3 separate regions of the Mus musculus genome follow, and all the other regions are linked to region 1. The links are chromatin contacts, called in public promoter capture Hi-C maps. All regions are on one chromosome and are shown on one strand. The core of a region is the stretch at or near the end of the contact, and the rest is flanking DNA. Distances in the headings are between cores, read along the strand shown. Region 1 holds the start of Sestd1 (SEC14 and spectrin domains 1). Region 2 holds the start of Rbm45 (RNA binding motif protein 45). Region 3 holds the start of Prkra (protein kinase, interferon inducible double stranded RNA dependent activator).

Evidence for each region. Promoter capture Hi-C pulls out the DNA fragments that hold promoters and counts their contacts.
Region 2: a promoter capture Hi-C map of liver shows a contact between it and region 1, with 2.3 times the contacts expected there. The contact joins the promoter of Rbm45 here to the promoter of Sestd1 in region 1. A contact is called at or near these places in 2 of 39 promoter capture datasets (the 3T3-L1 cell line and liver).
Region 3: a contact with region 1 is called in a promoter capture Hi-C map of liver, with 2.2 times the contacts expected there. The contact joins the promoter of Prkra here to the promoter of Sestd1 in region 1. A contact is called at or near these places in 2 of 39 promoter capture datasets (the 3T3-L1 cell line and liver), 1 of 115 datasets of contacts at active chromatin or transcription factors (pancreatic cancer cells) and 1 of 9 other capture datasets (adipose tissue).

Annotation. Positions count from the first base shown.
Region 1 is chr2:77,279,173-77,282,034 of GRCm38.p6, reverse strand. It overlaps Sestd1 (SEC14 and spectrin domains 1), which reads left to right and starts at 1,443. Exons shown (of 18, transcript NM_175465.6): 1 at 1,443-1,480.
Region 2 is chr2:76,368,611-76,371,472 of GRCm38.p6, reverse strand. It overlaps Rbm45 (RNA binding motif protein 45), which reads right to left and starts at 1,489. Exons shown (of 10, transcript NM_153405.2): 1 at 1,045-1,489. The coding sequence starts at 1,344.
Region 3 is chr2:76,646,620-76,649,481 of GRCm38.p6, reverse strand. Prkra (protein kinase, interferon inducible double stranded RNA dependent activator) reads left to right here and starts at 1,455. Exons shown (of 8, transcript NM_011871.3): 1 at 1,455-1,690; 2 at 2,188-2,357. The coding sequence starts at 1,626.

The DNA of each region.
Region 1 (2,862 bases), core at 194-2,693:
TAAAGAGAACTTTCCTTGTGTTGAGCACTGTACTATGCCCTGGGGAACCCAAAATGAGCAAGGTCAAATCTCTGTTCTTTTAAGGATCACACGGTCCAGGAAGAAAAGACCACCAAAGAAAGAAAGTAGTAAAGATAATCACAGGAACTCAAAGGTTCTATGAAAGTAGAGAGGACAGAGTGTCTAGTTTATGGTGTGTGGGATGAGGCTGGCCTGTGAGCCAGTACTAGGAAGAAGTCATGAGCTGTCTTTGGGGATGGTAGGAGTTCATCTGGCTATGCAAGGGATGGATTTCAAGTGGGAGGAGCTATGGAAGCATAGCCTCAGAGCCTGTGGAATCTGTGTGGTGTGTGGATGTGGCAGAAGATAGAACAGCAGGTGAAGAGGTTGTGGAGTCTACTGCGGATTCTAGTCTACATACACAACCTATGAGGGTTTTTAGATACAGAAGAGGCACGCTGGGCTTCGATTGGGGGCCGGGGGAGGGTTGGCAGTTACATGGAACTCAAGCAGAAGTGAATCTAGAAAGCCATGGCTCTCAAGAGTGGCTAACAGTAGGATTTCTTTGACCAAGTAGTAGCAATAGACACAGATTTGTCACCCAGAATTAACAGGAAGAAATTGCTCTTCTATTTTCAGCCAAGCAGCTTAAACAGAGAAAGTTGGGTGCTTATTTGGAATGGAGAGAGATTGTTAACGAAACTGGGTTATACTGGGGTGGCCTTGTGCATCCTATGGAAGACCAGGCATAGCGACCATGTGGCCATTGTGGTTTTGTGCGGATGACTCTTTTGAACTGAATTCAGGAAATGACCTAAAAGTGACTTGTGCAATAAAATAATAAAAGAGGATACTGAGGTAGTCATCGTCAGAAAGCCCCGTTTGTGAATTTTGGATCATCCAATAGAAAGATCCCCAGAGTCAAACAAAAGTCTGGAATCCCAACCAGCTTTTGCCCCTCCAGTTTCCAACCCTGTGTGCATGGTACCACAGGCATCCCAGCACACAGGGGTTTCTACACTAGGGGAGACCTTAGAGACTATGGAAGTGGGAGATGGGTGAAGCAGGAGAAAACAAATAAAAGAGTGTTAGGACCACTCCAGCCACACTTCCTGACCCCCGGCCCGGGTAGCTTCCACCACCCACGCGGTCAAGCTCTACGGGGTGGGGACCACAGGACGTCAATCCCAAGTGCCCCGCCCCCTTCCGCGCCGGGCGGGGTCTCCGCGCGGCCGCCACGGGCGCACGCGAGGTCGCGCGGACAGGGCCAGGCCGCGGGTGCCGGGAGGTGGCCGGGCCACCCGCGCCGCCGCCCCCCAGCCTGACGCACGGAGGGCCGGGCAGCGATTTGCCGCGGGCCCGCCGCCCGGGCCGCTCCGCCCCCGGCCCGCCTCCCTCCCGCCTCGCCCAGCTCTCCGCCCGCCGCGCCGGCGTCCCCGCGTCGTCCCCAACGCCCGCCAGCCCGGCCCGCGCCAGCCAGGTGAGTGCGGCCGCGCGGGGCGGGGGGCGCAGGCCGCGCGGGACAGGGACGCGCGTGGCGCGGGCGGGAGGGCGGCGGCGGTTCCCCCACCCTGCTACGCCGCCGGCTGGTCCGCGCCCGCCGCAGACAAAGCGCCCGAGGTGCGAGCCCCGCGGGCCCTCCCCGCTCCCGCCGCCTCGGCCTCGGCCCGCACCCGTTGCGCCCGCGCCCTGGCGGGGTCCCTGGGCCCCGAATCCAGCAACAGGTTTGAGTGTCAGCCTGGATTCATGGGGTTCCACTCCCTCCCCGCGTGCGAGCATCCCAGGCAAGCCCCCGCGCCCCCGCATCCCGGCCCGCTCCTTTGTGTGTGCCGGTAGCTGCCGGTGCGGGACGCGGGCTGCAGGGCCGGAGCTCCGGGGTTGCCGTAGGGCTCGGCTTCTCCGGGGCCTGCGGGCGGGTCACAGCCCTCCAGTCACAGAGGGCCACAAAGGGAGGCCGGAGATACTTGGCCAGGGTGCGGGGACCTGAGATATCTAGTGTCCCTTAGAAAGAAGGACAGTCTCAGTATGCCCGGCTCTGGAGGGGATGGTGGGATTCACCCTGTCTGTGGCTGGGCATACAGACACTGACGACCCCTTGACTCTCCAGGCTTTGACACCTTCTCACACATGGCCCTCACCCAGAGAAGTTGGGAATTCTGCTGTGGGAATAACTAGACAGCTGCTGTTTGACAGGTCCTAGCTGTCTTTAGGTTTTGTCTGTATCCAGCATAACCCACCATGCCTGCCAGCAGTTTGACAATCTCTCACATTAACATTGTCATTCAGGGTACCCACCCCCCATGTTGGAAAATCCCTGTGGTTTTCTTTGGTTGAATCAATTTTATTTTATTTTTTTTAGGGGGGTGGATTTACCCCTATCAAGGAAGAAATCACAATAAAGAACAGTTATCTTTGTTTACAAACCTTGGGACTTGTCACACCTAGCTGGTTTCATTGGTATGCTATTTTAGTATAACAATACTAAATAGAAGGAAAATATCTTCCCTTTGCTTTAGGCAATAAAATACTTTCTTTGTTCTAGAACCAGGAAGCCTTTATACATAATACTTTTTTGTGGACAGAACTTGGTGGCTGCCTTTACCCTGTAACAATGACGACAACAAAACTCCAAAGGAATTACTAAGCATTTGCACATCTCTATTGATTGTTTTTATATCCCCAATTCCAGGAAATCATTTTGCTAAATATGTATTCAGACATCCCAGATCAATTTAACCTTAAACATTGGCCCTACTCTATGCTTTTAAAGTTTACCTGCATTTTAACCACTGTGAATGAGCCTTGGTCCATGGAAGAGATTAGGATGCAGTGATGGAAGCAGATTGCAGAACATACAAGGAC
Region 2 (2,862 bases), core at 240-2,739, 910 kb after region 1:
GATAAAAGGGGAACCTTGGATAAATAAGAGCGGGGATACCATCAGATCACAAATTTCTAAATTTTCGAGCCTAAAGAGCTTATAAAGTCCCCTGATTAATGACTGTATCTATATAGCGCACATGAATGACCTAGCACACACCTTGTTCTCAAAAATTTTAACCCCGTTCCTCCCTTGCTCTCCCCCCGCCCCCATTTATTTCCCCTTCTCTACGTGCTCATGGCTGGCCTCTTCTTTCTTCTTCCTTTTCTTTCTCTCTTCTTCTTCTTCCTCCTGCTCCTTCTTCTTTCCCTCCCCCTCCTCCTCTCCCTCTGCCTTTCTCTGCCCCTACTACCCTCTAACTCCCCTCCCCATGCCCAGGTGCAGCATAGAAGAGGGGCTGGAGACACTCTAGCCCACAGTCCATGAACACTCGTAAATGGTATTCTTACAAAACCCAAACCAGAATTCCCCCACACCTTGCACCGTTTTCTAGGTTTGCCCCTTTCCAGTATAGCATAGCTTGTCACAAAATACTTTTACTTTGATAATTTTCTGTTTATAGGCATGGTGCTGTAATTTTTTTTTTACTTAAGAGATCCTTCAAGCTTTGTAAAAGTAAAATACACGAGGAAAAAAAACCCTAAAACTAAATTTTCTAGTCGCGAAGGTAATTACAGTGTTCGAGAGAGGAAGCTCAGAAAAGTTTTCACAATAGACAGGAAGACGGGGACAGGAGGTTGACTGACTTACGAGGTCAGCCACAGTTGTGCTATCCTTGGATGTGGCTACCCAATCTGTTCCCAGGGTAAGAGGCTCCTTTGGCCAGAGGCCGGGGATCCGCTCCTCCAAGCCATCCTCGGCACACTCACGGTGCGTGCAGAATCCAACCCCTCTCCTACCAGATGCACAGCATCCCCGGCGCAGCAAAGGGGCGGGAGAGACCCCAACCCATACCGCCGTCACCCTCGCGAGCACCCTCAACCCCGGGCACCCATATCCCAAACACCCCAACCTGGGCATCTCTACCTCACACACCCTAAACCAGGCACCTCAGCCCCGCACCTTGATGGGCTTGGTGTCGCTGGGACCCAGGCACTGTCCGTGCATCTCCTCCATTGCCCGGCAGGCCTGTGAGCTGCGCGCGAACTTGACGAAGGCCACGCCCTTGGACTCCTTAGTGTGCTTGTCGCGCACCACCCAGATGTCCTGGATGTCTCCGAAGGGCGAGAAGCGCTCCCTCAGCACCAATTCGGATGTGTGCTTGCTGATCACTAGAAAAATGCGGCTGTTGGGCGGCTCATCCAGGCTGTCTACGCCCGGGCGGAATCCTCCGCTGCCTCCCAAGCCGCCGGCGTCGTCCATGGCGCCCCACGCGGGACCCAGGCGCAGCCCCCCTGCAGGCCCTGTTCACCCGGCAGGTTCTCGGCCGCTTCCCGGCCGCTTCCCGGCAGCTCCCCGTCTCGCCCCACGCCGGTAAGCAGCTCCGCTTCCGGAAGAGCCGAGAGCCGGAAAGCAGGTGCGTCCCGCAGTGAGGTCTGCGGGCTTCCGGGAACATTCTGCAGCGCCCCCTGGTGCCACGGTGGACTCAGCAATCTCAAATCTTCAGTCCCAGGGAAAACCAAGAATGGGTTTATGCAAACCACTTTGCCCTGTGGCTAAAAAGATCCACCTGCCTGATTCTTAAGCCTTCCCAAAGCTGGCTTCTACTAAGCCTGTAATCAGATTGCTACATTTGAGGCCTCCTGGGCTACATAGTAAATTTGAGGTCAGCAAAAGCACCACACCAAAAATATACAAAAAGCAGGCAGGCTTCACTCAAAATGGTCCATAGAGACAGGTACAAAGGACCATTGCGTTGGGGTCTTGCAGTAAGGGGGAGAGACTGGACTTGGTTCCAGTAAGATAAATGGAGGACAGTACAATATGAGTTAGTATAAGGACAATTACTGAAGATCGCGGGGTAAGAGAGACTCTCAGTAGATCTGCTTCCCAGAACTTAGGCTGTAGATAAGTGATAAGTTGATAAGTAATAAAACATTAACAGCCGGGCAGTGGTGGCGCACGCCTTTAATCCCAGCACTTGGGATGCAGCAGCAGGTGGATTTCTGAGTTTGAGGCCAGCCTGGTCTACAAAGTGAGTTCCAGGACAGCCAGGGCTATACAGAGAACCCCTGTTTCGAAAAACCAAAAAAAAAAAAAAAAAAAAAAAAAAAGACATTAACAGCAGTCAGACATCAAGGATAAGAATTATGGCGAAACTGACTTATCAGGATTTGTCCTCCAATTAGATTCCCCTAGAACAGAAAGCTGGAAGTTGGATCTAGTCAAGCAGAAGACCTGGGGGGAGTTTGTCTGAAATTTTGGTGAAAACACAGTCTTCATCACCGTTTTGGCGTGGCCTTGTTAGGATGGGTGTGGCCTAGTTAGAGTGGGTGTGGCCTTGTAGGAAGTGTGAGGTTGAGCTTTGGGAGTTTCAGTAGCAGTGCCTTCTTTCCCTCTTGTCTTTGGACCTGGAGGTAGAACTTCCAGCGGCTTCTCCAGCACTATTATCTCTGCCTGCTGCTATCCTTCCCGCCATGATGACGGTGGACTCAACCTCTGAAAGTGTAAGCCAGCCCCAGTGAAATGCTTTCCTTTATAAGAGTTACCGTGGTCATGGTGTCTCTTCGCAGCAATAGAATACTAAGAGTTAAAACCATAGAGTCTGATGGCTGAAAGGAGCCTTTTACAACCATGGAATCCTTATCCCTATTTTTAGAGATGAGGAAATCTGAGGCTCAAAGTTAAGATGCACAGGTAACAGAACCAGGCCCAGAGGCAGCTGTGTGTGTGATCTACGCAGCTACCGCAGCCCATCCAAGATGCACGAGCAGGGAGAGT
Region 3 (2,862 bases), core at 206-2,705, 630 kb after region 1:
TAAGTGTAATAGCATTATTGGATTGTAACCCGTGTATATTATACAGAAATAAAAGCGAGAATAGGCTTAACCTAAGCCCCAGTAGAATTCAATTTGGTTCAATTCCGGATATTTTTTCCTTGCTTCCAAGTGTTTGGGCTCTCATACAACCAAAACAAATTTCCATCACAGAACCAAATACTTTTGTACATCAACCTAAAACTTCCATTAAAAAACAAACAAACAAACAAACAAACAAGCAAACAAAAAAACCTTTTAGGAGTCTCTCAGTAAGAATATTTCTAGAATTCAATTCTAGAGCATTAAGTAAACACAGGAGCCATTGTGCAAATAGTTCACAAATTCTAAGACGCTCTGAAGCGCTAACACACCCACAACATACTCTGTAGGTGGAGCGTTCCAGGTTAACGTCATCACTCTCCATTGCACAGGTCAACCGGAAGAGCAATCCTGGAAACTGGTCTAAATATCCTTGCTATGCACTCCACCTCCAGCATCTCTTTGGGGATCCCACATGTTCCCAAAGCAGAGGTTCTAAACCTGTGGGTTGCAAGTCCCCTGGGGTTGCATTATAGTAGCAAAACTACAGATATGAAGTAGCAAGAAATAATATTATAGTTGGCGAGGGGGAGAAGGGGTTGTCACCACGACATGAGGAACTGAATTAAAGGGTCACAGCATTAGGAAGAATGAAAACCACTATCCTAAGCAGGTCACAAGAGTCCGCCAGACAGCAGCGGGCCCGCCAGACAGCAGCGGGCCCAGGGATCCAGGGCTCTTAAAGCCACTGGCTGCCCCTTAGCTGACGCTCTCGGGTCTCAAGTTTCGGGGCCAAGATCCACAATTTTCTTAGTAATTTACCATTCGAATTTTTAAATCTTTCTTAAAGTAGTCCAACCCTTAATCTTTTTTCCTTGCTCCTCAAACATGCTAGGCTCGTAGCCTACTACTAGCTTTCTCGCTGAGAAGGAAGCCACCTCCCTTTAAGGACAAAGGACTGAGGCTCTCTGCACCACTAAAGGCGGGAGGGGAAACTCGGGGAACCGAAGCGGGGTGCAGGCAGGAGCCGGGAAGAGCCGGGACATGCAATGGAGGCGGGGCCTAGAAGGGTGAGGGGCGGGGCCGGGCGCTCAGAAGCTTTGGAAGCGGAACGGGGGGTGGGGGGAGGCGCCTGCAGAGGCTGGGAAGAGCCCGGACTGGCAGAGAGGGCGGAGCCAGGTCGCAGGAGGGGCGGGGCCGGGCTCTGAGAAGCTCTGGGAACCCAACTAGAGAGCGGGCGGTAGCTGGGAAGGACAGAAACTTGGCAGAGAGGGCGGAGCCCGAGGAACGGGAAAGGGCTGAGCACTGTGGCAAAGTGGAGCAAGAACATCGAGGGGCTGAGCATGGCAGAGAGGGGCGGGGCAGAGAGGCTGGGCAGAGAGGGGGTGTGGCCGGCTCTTCCGCGCCGAGGCCCCGCCTCTCCTTCCTTCTCCTCCTGTCCCTTAGCTGGAGGGAGGCAGGCAGCGATTCGAGGGGCGTCCAAGCGGCAGCGCGGGCACGCTCCTCTCGGGAACTGGCCGACGTGGAGAGGGAGGACCCAGATCCACACTTCTCTTGATTGCTGTGGCCAGCCGTCCCTTCTCGCCATGTCCCATAGCAGGCATCGTGCCGAGGCCCCGCCGCTGCAGCGCGAGGACAGCGGGACCTTCAGGTCAGCGCCGGGCCGTCGAGGCCTCAAGGCCCAAGACGGGTGGGCAGCGGGGCAGGGGCAGGGAGCCGGCTGTCGGGCAGCATTCTGGGTAAAGCTCCCCCCTCTCCCGGCGTGGCGCTGGGCCCGCCCTCCGGGCCCTGGGGGTCTGCTGCGCGCCCCGCCCCTCTAGTGACCCTAGGCAGCTAGCCGATCGGGAGGACTTGATCAGTGTTGAGGCGCAGACCCGGGTGTCTAGCTGCCTAGTCCAAGCCCACCCGATTTCTTTCAGCATCCCTCCCACCGCTCTCAAGTTCTCTGTACAGACCTCTCCACTCTCCTCCATGGGCTGCAGCACCCGGGGACAGGTGCTCGCCCAGGCCTTGCCACTGATCCTGGCCGCTGGGGAGCTGCAGAACCTTTTTGTCACCATTTGTGACTGTCAAAACTGAGAAGTGGATGCTTTTGCTTCCCTTTCAGCTTTGACGTGCAATGCCTACGTTTTTTTCTGGTTTTTGCAGTTTGGGCAAGATGATAACAGCTAAGCCTGGGAAAACACCGATTCAGGTATTGCACGAGTACGGCATGAAGACCAAGAACATTCCAGTTTATGAATGTGAAAGATCCGATGTGCAAGTACACGTGCCCACTTTCACCTTCAGAGTAACCGTTGGTGACATAACTTGCACAGGTCTGTATGCAGTTAATTCCCCATGACCATGTGGATTGGAGGCCCTGATTCTATGTTGCTTTTCAGTAAGGAAAAGCGCCCTTTTAATTAAGATGGCTGTGGGAGTGTACTCTGAAGACAAGAGACTCCAGGATCAACTTCATTTGTTTCGCTCCCTAGTTCTGTCTCGCTAAGATGTAAGGAAGCTCAGACACTCCCAGCATCCTGCACACTTTCCAGTACCTGGGGAGCCGGCTAAAGTTCCTCTTAAGAATTAAAAACTGGAAATATTCTTGGAGCTCCGATAGCCAAGTCCGTGGGTGCTATCGCCTTTCAAAGTTACAAAGTTACCAGCGCAGAGGCTAGTAGCCACGCCGTCAGAATTTTCCGAGTTTCCCTTTTTATGGACACATCTGGAACTTCGGATTCTTGGTACCTACCACGCTTGAGTGTGTGTCCATGAAAAATCAGGGAAACATAGAAGACTCCCATACTGTATTCCTTCAAGCTGCAGCGCACAGTAGCT